Linked DNA regions of Canis lupus: region 2 is linked to region 1. A link is a contact called in public Hi-C data. All regions are on one chromosome and are shown on one strand. Each heading gives the region's core, a stretch centred on a gene start, on an enhancer-like site or on the middle of the called end of the contact. The rest is flanking DNA. Distances are from core to core; before and after follow the strand shown. Region 1 holds the start of DLL3 (delta-like protein 3). Region 2 holds the start of PAK4 (serine/threonine-protein kinase PAK 4).

Region 1 (4,911 bases), core at 271-2,770:
TTACATCGGGCCCCAACTCCCTGGAGCCCCCACACTCCTCACTTCAGTCTGATGACTGAAGACACTCACCTCCAATCTGTTCTAACTCCTCTCTCCAGGTTTCGATGATAAGAGAGAAGGTGCCCTGGTTGGGTGAAGGAAGGAGAAGAAAGAACGGAAGACAGTGGTCAGGATGGGTGCTTGATGAAGGCCAGACTTTAGGGGGTGGTCATCATTCCAGGGACCAGGCAGACAAGGGACAATTCCCAGAGGGGCTGGCTCGGGGAAGGAAGGACAGTGTGGGCTTCCTCTATTGAGCACTTCCTGTGGGTAAACATTAAATTGGAGATACCTGGTTAAATCCCTCAAAGGGTTAAATCCCTTTATAAGGTACCAGGATGATCCCATTTTACAGATGGGGAAACTGAGGCTGGGACAGGGAAAGCCACCTTGCCCAAAGGACAGGGGTCTAGAATTCAAGCAAAGTTCTGTCCACCTGTCTGCTTCTGGGGTTGGGAGATGGGAGGTAGGAATTTGGGAGTAGAAGTCATGAATATGGGCCCCAACTGGAAGATGTGAGAAGGGATAAGGTGAGAGGAGATTGGGGTCCCAAAGACAAGCTGTGGCAAGGTCCCTAAGTGCAGAGAGATCTAAAGATAAAGATAAGGATTCCAGTGTTTCAGGATCCCCAGGGAACAGAGGAAGGGTTCTAAGAATTTGGGATTTACAGAGGGTGAGTTTGAGGTTCTGGGAACTTGGGGTCCCAAGCATGCAGGGTGGGGGTCAGAACATTTGGGATCCCCAAAGTGGAAGCTGGAGTCAGAAATTTGGGGTACCCTGTGGGTAGGATTCACGGGTCTAAGAATGTAGGATGCTAGGTGATAGTTACTGGTTTGGGAATTTGGGGTCCCTGGGTGGGGGGCAAAGTTGGGGCCATAGAAGTTGGAGGGTAGAAGGCCGGAGAGGTTTGGGTAAGGCCTCGGGCACGGGGTTCTCACCGGCCAGGCTTCCCGGAAGGGCACGCGCATGAAGCCGTCGGGCAGCGGCAGGTCGGGCGCCGGGGCTCCGGGCTGCTGGGTGTAGACCGGTCCGCGCGCGCTCAGGGCCGCTCCCAGGGCGCACGGAGCCTCGGCGGCCTCCTCGGAGACCCCTGGCTTCAGGCAGACCCGAAAGAAGAGGCGGCACGGGCCCTGCGCGCTGCAGGGGGACCGCGGCGCCCCGGGGCCTGGTCCCGGCCCGAAAGAGTGGATCTGCAGCTCGAAGACGCCTGCCGGCCGGGCCTGGGGCCGCAAAGGGGCACAGGATGAGGAGGCGCGGGGCCCAGGCGTCCCGTCCGCCCCGAGACCCCTGGGTCGCACCCCTTCCCTTCCTCCCTTTCCACTCCTGCTCTGACCTGGGGAAGGAAAATAAGCGCCAGGATCACCGTCCGGGACAGGAGCTGGGGCATCTGCGGGCTGACCATGGCCTTTCGGGGGGTGCTGGAGCCGCAGCTGCTGGCTCCCCGGCCTTATATCTGAGGGGACGGCTCCGCCCCCTCGGGCAGCCGCCGGGCTCCGGGAGACCCTAGGGGAGGAGGTCGCAGGGGAAGGGGAGCGTGCTGGAGCACCCGTGAGATTGTGATGTGGGCACAGGCAATGTGCGTGTGTGATCTCGTGTGGCTCTGGCACGACTGTGTGTGGCTGAGGATGGGGTGGGGCCAGGGGGTCAGCGTGCGAGGTTATATATGATTTTAAGATCCGCGCCTGTGTGTGGTGTGAGCAGGCGCTCCTGGCTGGAGGCTGTGCCTGTGATTGTGTGTGCCTACAACTGTATGCGGTTAAGACGATTTGTGAGGTTGTAGGTAATTGTGTCGGGGCGGGGGGGGGGGGGTACGCGTGTGCACCTGCATGGGAGGATGGAGGCGTCCGTGACTTCAGGATTGTGTCACCTTGGGGGTCCTGGATGCTTCTCTGTGCGTGGATGAGGAAGCCTGAGATCCTGGACCCCTGAGTGGAGTCATAGGAATCTCTAACTTTGTGGTCGGTGCAGGTACGTCTGGGTGTGTGTGTGTGTGTGTGTGTGTGTGTGTGTGTGTGTGTGTCGGGGTCTGTGTCAGCTGCGAATAACCGAGCGTGCGCGTGTGAAGATCAGGTGTGGGAGGTCCGTGGGTGTAGCCACGTGTGGGTACGATGAAGATCCGGGGTTCTTTGTGGCCCTCGTGTGTGTGTGGACGTGCGTGGTGCGTGCGCTCCCCGCCGGGAGACAAAGCCCGCACCGCGGCCCGCGGGCCTGGGGGAGGCGCCCCGCCCGGGCGGCCCCAGCTGTATGTAAATGTCGCCATCTGCCGGGCGGCCGGCCCCTCCCCCCGAGCCGCAGCTGGGCGGCCCGTTTGGCCTCCGGAAGGTGTGAGGAGCAAATGGGCAGGAAATTCCGTCCTCACAGATCAGGGGCGCCCCCAGCTCCCTCACAGTGGGGGGAGGGGGCACCCCCGGGCCAAGGCCAGCCGGGGCCGGGGCGGCGCAGATGCTCCGGCTTCTGGATCTTAGTCGCTCAGCGCCAGGTGCTGAGTGAAGCCCGTAGGTGACGCCAACTCCCTCTTCCGCCCCAGAGAAAACATTTTAATACTTCGAGGCTAATAATTGTTCGGGGAAATGGGGTTCGATTTACAGAGCTCTTCTCGAGAAGACAGGATGGTCAGTAGAGTACAGCCCGGCTGACCCCGGAGTGGGCCGGCGCTCAGCGAGTTTTAATGAGCCTCCTCTTAGGGCGCTGGGCTGGCTCCCCCTGGAGCCAGAGGCTCTGGATCTCGAGGTTGGGAGTTCAAGCCCCACATTGGCTGGAGAGATTACTTAAAAACCTTTTTAAAAAGATTTTTTTAAATTTATTTATTCATGAGAGACACACAGAGAGAGAGGCAGAGACAGGGCAGAGGGAGAAGCAGGCTCCATTCACGAAGCCCGATGTGGGATTCGATTCCAGGTCTCTGGGATCACGCCCGGAGCCAAAGGCAGACGCTCAACCGCTGAGCCACCCTGGTGTCCCAAGATTTATTTATTTTACAGAGAGAGGGCGAGTGGTCGGGAGGGGGGGGGGTCGGGAGTGTGGGGGAGGAAAGGGGGAGAGAAGCCGACTCTCCGCTGAGCGCAGAGCCCAATGCAGGGGATGCAGGGCTCCACCAGCCAGCGCTCCATCCCACAGGCCCTGAAAGCAGGACCTGAGCTGAAATCAAGAGGCAGATGCTCAACCAAGTGAGCCATCCAGGCACCACAAAAATATAAGCTTAAAAAAAAAAATTTCCTCTTAATCCTGAGGACTGGAGTCATGGAAGGTCTGCTCAGAGGCCGGGGAGGGCCATGGTCACTGTGTGGACGCCCCCAGCCTCTGTCTTCGCATAGGTCTTCCACTCCCTCCTGTTGAATTGTTCTCAGCAGAGTTCCGCCTCCTGCAGGCACTTCCTTGACATTCACCAAGGTGGCAGGTACCTCCTCTGAGTCCCACAGCCCCCCAGTTCCTCCCAGCCATGACCCTTCTGGCCTATGGGGTCTAAGGCCAAATCTGACCGTGGTCCCTCTCCTGCGGACTCTTGCAAGGCTCCCCAGTGCCTTCAAAATACACTCTGAGGGGGTATCTGGGTGGCTCAGTCAGTAAAGTGTCCCACTCTCAATTTCAGCTCAGGTCTTGATCTCAGGTTGTGAGTTCAAGTCCTGCATTGGGCTCCACACTTGAGTGTGGAACCTACAAAGAAAAAGAAAAGAAAGGAAGGAAAACATACACACCAGGACTCTAAGTTTGACACTTGTGGCCCTCCGTCCACATCCCCCTACCCTAACTGGCTTTGTGGCACAAAACAGAGCCACACCCCTAGGCCAACTACCAGGAGGCAAAGTAGGCCCTGTACTGGAATAGATGGAGGAGTGAGTTTCCCATCACAGGAGACATTCAAATAGAATTTGGACAATCTTTAGAACCTGCTGTGGGAGAAGGTAAATTCCTGCCTTTGGGTAGTAACTTGGGAAGATAACAGATTCCAGGTCTGAGATAGCTCAAACATTTTCAAGGTCACAGAAATAGCCAGGCTTTATTGAAGGTTTGTGCCAGACATGATGGGATTTCAGGTGATTCTGTCACGTGTATGGAGTACACTGTAGGAGTTTCCTGAGTCTCTTTGGCTATGGAGGACTTTTCCTTACAGGCCGATCTTAGGGCCAGATAGGCCACACTGAGGTGACATGTGAGCAAGACCTGAGGTAGGGGAAGAGGGGCAGTGATATGGATCCTGGGAAAATATTCCTGCCAGTACAGCAAGTGCAAAGGCCCTGAGGGGACTGCCTGACACGCTCAGAGATCCTCATTTCATTATGGTCAAATGCACCCTCCAAAGAGGCCTTGACTATTCCATCTGGTCTAAATCAGCACAAGTCCCCAAACCACTCTATCTACTTTCCATACTTTATTTTTCTTAATGCATTTATTACCTCGAGAAATATCTTACCATTGTCTCCTCCACGAGGTGAGAGCTTTTTACCTAATTTGCTCACTGATGCACCCTACTGCCTAGAACAAGGCCAGGCACTCAGCACTTAGGAGTGAATGGACGAGAGAGGTACTATCATTAATCTCTGATGAATGAGTAAACCAAGACCCCTAAAACCTAGCCCCAGGTATAGATAGTAGACCTCGGGGCTGGGAAGTTCGGCAAATTTTAACTTCTTTGTAGATATCAGTAAGGTTTTAAAAAAATCTAGAGTTCAAAGGCTCCATCAATCTGGCCCACAAAGTTACATTTTAATTATTATAGCAACACCAAAATATTTAGCTGGTCCTGGCACTAAATGCTGGCTGGAGAGGCTGGGCCAGCCGGGTGTGGGGGCCGTCAAGCCGGTCCAGGATGCTGCAGTCTGTGAAGAGCTAGTGTGGTCACCTGGTAAGAAGGCTCATCGCCTGAGCACGGGC
Region 2 (5,383 bases), core at 2,593-5,092, 300 kb after region 1:
ATGGGTCTGTCTTCCTTTGTATACTAAAATCCATGCAGGTAGGGCTAGGGCTGTGTTGGCTGCCAGGGGGACCAGTGCTCACACCCAGAAAGAGTGTAACAAGGCTCTGCCCATCCCTTTCCACACTTTGCCTCCTTCCTCCCTCAAGTCAGTACAGCTTCCTTTCCCACTAGCAGCCCTGAGAGATGCCTCCCAAGGAGAGGCATTGAAGGGTCAAAGTTGTGGTCACTGTCCTGGAGGTCCTAAAGGGCAAAAGCCTGGATGTGGAGGCTTGGTTGGTGTCAGGCCCCAGCTAAGCCCACCACATGAACCATCTCCCCAGCTATTCTCAGTCAGCCCGGGGGGCCATAAACCCACCATCTCAGGGCCACAAACTTGCCACAAAGCAGGACGTGGAGTGAAGGGAACCCTTGAGCCCTGTTGGAAAGCGGACTGGTACAATTGGTTAGGAGAACGATTTGGAAGGTCCAGGATTTCCACTGTGAGCCACATGCCCAAGACAGACTCTGGCCACAAGTATACAAGGAAATGCATTCTAGACTGTTCAATGCAGCATTTGTCACTCTCCCAATGGGAAACCACCCAAGTGTCCCCCAAAAGTAACAAGTAACTCCTATGTGGCACAATCATGAAAAGAAACACTTGTAGCAGGAACAAGGAATCCTACAACTATACACATCCTCACGGAGAGAAATGCAAACTCTGATGTGGAGCAGAAAGGGCAGGCTGTTTACCGGGATGCCACTTACATCATCCGTGAAACTGGAGAACAGTGGTGGTCAACCCTGGCTGGCCATGAGGACCACATACTGATACCCGCCCCACCCCAGGCCAAGTGAATCCAAGTCGGAGTCTCCATGGCTGGCCTGGGCCATGACAGTTTTGAAAGCTCTCCAGGTGACTGCAGCGTGCAGCCAGGGTTGAGAGCTGTTGCTCTATCATCTGCGAACACATTCAAGGGTAGGAACGGTAGGAAGACCTGCAGAGAGACGCTAGACACCAAATCCAGTGCAGGGATAATACAGGCGGGGAGGCCGGGGAGGGAGGGGGATAATGCAGGCTGTGAGTTTGGTCCCAGGCCCGATGCTGGAGGCGTGGATGCTCTGTTATGTTGAAAGCTTTACTTTTCCCCTCCCCGATTTAAAATGTATCATGAGGAACAAAACCGGCAAATAAGAAATCACCTGCCTCAGGTCCCATGGCTGGTGACAGGGCAGGGACCTGAATTCGGGTCTCTGATGCCAAAACCCTAGCTGTCCTTATCTGTGCAGCCAAGCCTGGGATGCTGAGCAAGCTGGAACCACGAGGGCATGAGGTTGGGCCAGCCTCGCAGGACTGCCTGGCAGTGTGCCCACCCGGTGACCCTGCCAGAGCTGGAGGGGGTGCAGGGCAGCTGCCTGAGAGAGCCAGGAGGCAGGTGGGGTGGGGCCCTCCCTCATTTCTGAGGTCCTCCCCAGGTGGTGGCAGCAGCAGGACTAATGCCAACACGGCGCATAGCAGGTGCCAGGCCCGGGGCCATGCGCTTCACACTCTGTGCCCTTGTGGCCATCCTGTGACGTGGCCGTTATCATTCCCATTTTGCAGAGGAAGAAACTGAGGCCCAGAAAGTTAAGCAGGTTGCCCACGGCCACAAAGCCTGAGTGATGGAGCTGTGTGAGCAGCAGGCATCCCACTCTAGCAGCTGCTCCCTGAACCAGTCCTCGGTACTTACGCTCCAGATACAGGGCAGCTGCTCAGCAGCCCCTGCTCCACTGCCCCCCGACCCCTGGGGACCGGGCACCCTGGGGATCCAGATGTAGCCCCGTATCACTGGCTGGGGGTCTGGTTCCAGTCTGCTCCCACCAAGGGACACGGAGAGCCCTTGGAGGCCCAGGGTTCTGTGTCTTGCCCGCTGCTGCCGTCTCAGCACCCAGCACAGTGTCCGACATCCAACCACCAGCCACCAAGCATCCTCCGCTGGCCAGGCTGCTTCAGGCCGGGATTCAGGGAAGGAACAGCAAGGAGAAATTCCTGCTGCGTGGGCCCCACGTTCTTTGGGGAGGGAGGGAGGGGAGGCGGACAACACATGGTGCCCTGACAAACAAGGTAAGAACAGAGCAAAGCCCTGGGGAGAAAACAAGAGAGTGAGATAAAGGGCGTGTGAGGGACAGTGAGGGCCAGGTGGTGCTGGTAGGGCTGCACGTGGGTGACTGCGAGTGGGGGGCGGGCGGGGAAAGGATTCTGGGCAGAGGGAAGAGGAACGTCAAAGACCTGGAGGGTGGCATATACCTACAGAGTTGAAGAAAGCAAAGAGGCCAGTGGGGTTGGACCTTGACAAGGGACCCGGAGAGCAGAAGGAAATGGCGTGGGAGCCATCTGGGACCACCATGAGAGCTTGGGGTTTTAAGTACAGAGAACACTCGGCCTTGTACTGGGTTCCCTTCAGGGACATCCTCCCCAGCCAGAAGCCCATCAGACTCACTTGGACTCGGGGCCACCCACAAACACCCCCACCCGCGTAGGTCCATGAGAACTTTTCTTCCCAGATCACACCCTCCCAAGGAGCCCAGAGACAATCCATTCCAGTCCGGGGAGTGGCTCAGCCCTGCCCAGCCCCCTGCTTCCAGGACAGGAACGTCCTTTAACAATCTACAGTGTAACAACCCAGGGGCAGGAGCTCTGGAGTCCGTCAGACCCAGCTTGGAACCCGCCTCCTGTTACTCAGCAGAAGGTACCCGAGCCTCAGTTTTCCTGTCTGTAAAGTGGGTCTATCCAGGACCCACCTCACAAGTTCGCGGTATAACGAATCAAGAGCGGCGAGCACGGCGTTAGGCCTCATTAAATATTAGCCAAAGTTACGATTGCCCGAGAAGCAGTAGAGCCTGGTACGACTCGGCCCAGAACTCCGGTCTGAATCCCAGCCCCGCAACTTCTTCATTAGATGATCCTGGGCAGATCGCTTGGGCTCTTAATAACAGCGCCAACCCTATAAGGCTGCGGAGAGGGTTAAATACGTGTAAAGCGTCCAAGTGACCGGGCACATAGTAATTCACGAGTGCTTGCTCTTCTTTTCGTTATTTGTGGGCGCGGGCTCCCCTTTACCCGGCCAGGAAGCACCTTTGATGGCTCTGGGGCATCCCTCCCGTCCTCCCCAGCAATGGATCCCACTGGGGTTTCAACTGTTGACCCTCAGGTCCATCATCTGTCACACTCTGACCTTTGCCCCCTCTGGCCACGCCCCACATTTGAGCCCTTAAAAAGGTGGCCCCCCAACCTCAGTCTCGGCATCTGCTCCGCCGGCTGCTGCCGCAAACCCGCAACCCGCCGCCCCGGGGGCTGTGATCTCCGACTCTGGTAAGCGCGCCCTCCCTTCAAATGACTCGCTTTGACCCCCATTTTGTGACCCTCGCCCCGACCCCCTCCAAAGCTCCAAAGGGCCCCACTTCAAATTTCGAACTTCGAGGTCCCCTTCGCCACGCCCCCTTCGCCACTCTGACCTCTGACCTCTTGTACACCACCCTCCCCGGCGGCACTGACCCCCGACCTCTCCGACGCGACCCTTCCCTCTTCGAGTGAACTTTGACCCCCGCGGCCCCGCCCCCTACTTGCGTAAACGCTCTCCCACCGCCACGGCCCGGCCCACCCCAATCTCCAGGCCAGACCGCTGATCCTACCGGCTCGGCGCTGCAGTTGCTCGCGGCCTAGCAGCTCGACTCGGAATCCCGAACCCTCACACCGCCCTCAGCTCTCTTGCGCCGCCGCCACCGCGGCCACTGCCGCCGCCATGTTAAATCCCCAACGAACATCCGGGGCTTTCCCCCCTCGCCGCCCACCAGTCCCCATAGCAACGGGGCTGACCGGGCAGGGGGCAGGGCCCGTCCAGGGGCGGAGCTGGGCCGCCGGCAGAGCCCGCTCCAGCCTCTGATTGGTGCAGATTGTCCAATCGGAGCCCTTCGGGCAGAAAATGCCGAGCGGAGATTGGAAAATTTGGAAAGGGTGCGGGGAAGCTGGCTCCCCGCCCAATCAGGTTCTTAAAGGGGAAATGACCATCCGCGTGCGGCAGTCGCACCTTACACCAAAAAACCGAGTAAGCGGGTGGAAGGCAGTAATGGGTAACAATGGCCAGACACAGTTACTAAGCACTTGTGTTCCAGACACCCGGCCAAAAGCCCCTTGCATTGTCTCACTAAATGCTCACTAAATGCTCACCAAACCTCTGTTGTATTATTTTTTTTAAAAGACTTTATTTCTTCATAAGAGACACACACAGAGAGGGGGACACAGAGGCAGAGGGAGAAGCAGGCTCCCTGCAGGGAGCCGGAGGGGGAGGGTCTCGAGCCCAGGACCCAAGGATCACGACCTGAGCCAAGGCAGATGCTCAACCCCTGGGCCACCCAGGCGTCCCAACCCTGTCCTAGTATTAATACTCATCTTACAGGGACAGAAACAGGCTCACAAGGGTGAACTAGCTGCCTCAGGATTACAGGAAGTAGATAATGAGTTTTGAACGACAATCCGAGTCCAGGAACTTGAACTGGAACCAAGACACTGTTTGATCTTAATCTTTTCTGTAAGCTTTTAAAAAAAATAATTCATCCAAAAAAAAAAAAAAAAAAAAGGAAAATACGAGAAAACAAACAACAACAACAAAATCCATAAGCTAAACCCAGACATCCTATCCTATGCTTTCACTCACTGGGTCCCAGCTACGTTGCTCTTTCAGAAAAGATACCGGGCATTCCCCTTCCTCGAGGTCTTTGCATGGGCTGCTCCTTCTGTCCGGAATAGACTCTTTCCCTTGGCATCCTCAGGGCTCCCTCCCTTACCTCTCTCAGCGTTTTACTCAAATATCACCTTATCAGGGTGATTCCTTCCTACCCTAACTAAAGCAGCAAACATCCCTCTCCCATGCTGCTAAGCCCTTCCCCTCATCTGCTTTTTCTTATTTTCCTGCTCCAATCGCCTTCTAACAAACTAGATAATTAGCTAATTGTAGTTATTTGGGTTGTTTCCTCTACTGAAATGTCAGCTCCACGAGAGCATGGATTTTTGTCTGTTTTGTTTCCTGTGCATGCCCAGTGCCCAGTGCACGATGGGCCTGTAGATGCTCAGTAAATATTTGTTGAATGGATGCTTGGCTGAGGCCTAATTCCACGCCCTCCGAGATACTCTTAAATGCTAAGTGCATCCCCCCCACTGCCCCGCCCCAGCGCAGTGTCTAGCCCGTAGTAGCCATTTAATTAATGTCTGGGGGAGGCAATGAATGAATGATGGCAGGATGAGTCATTTTTTTCTGTACATGTACCTACCCTTTTTGTTTTTAACAGAATCAGAGACACACATTTATAAGGGATTTTGTGTTTCCAAAAACAAGATTAGAAATATCACCAGTATCTTTCCACAT

The links. Hi-C and Micro-C count contacts between places; a contact is called where the count stands out from the background.
Region 2: a contact with region 1 is called in a Hi-C map of blood, with 3 times the contacts expected there. The contact joins the promoter of PAK4 here to the promoter of DLL3 in region 1. A contact is called at or near these places in 2 of 9 Hi-C or Micro-C datasets (both in blood).

Annotation. Positions count from the first base shown.
Region 1 is chr1:114,531,545-114,536,455 of UU_Cfam_GSD_1.0, forward strand. DLL3 (delta-like protein 3) reads right to left here and starts at 1,521. Exons shown (of 9, transcript XM_038528906.1): 1 at 1,373-1,521; 2 at 978-1,259; 3 at 70-124. The coding sequence starts at 1,441.
Region 2 is chr1:114,834,104-114,839,486 of UU_Cfam_GSD_1.0, forward strand. It overlaps PAK4 (serine/threonine-protein kinase PAK 4), which reads right to left and starts at 3,843. Exons shown (of 10, transcript XM_038528936.1): 1 at 3,654-3,843.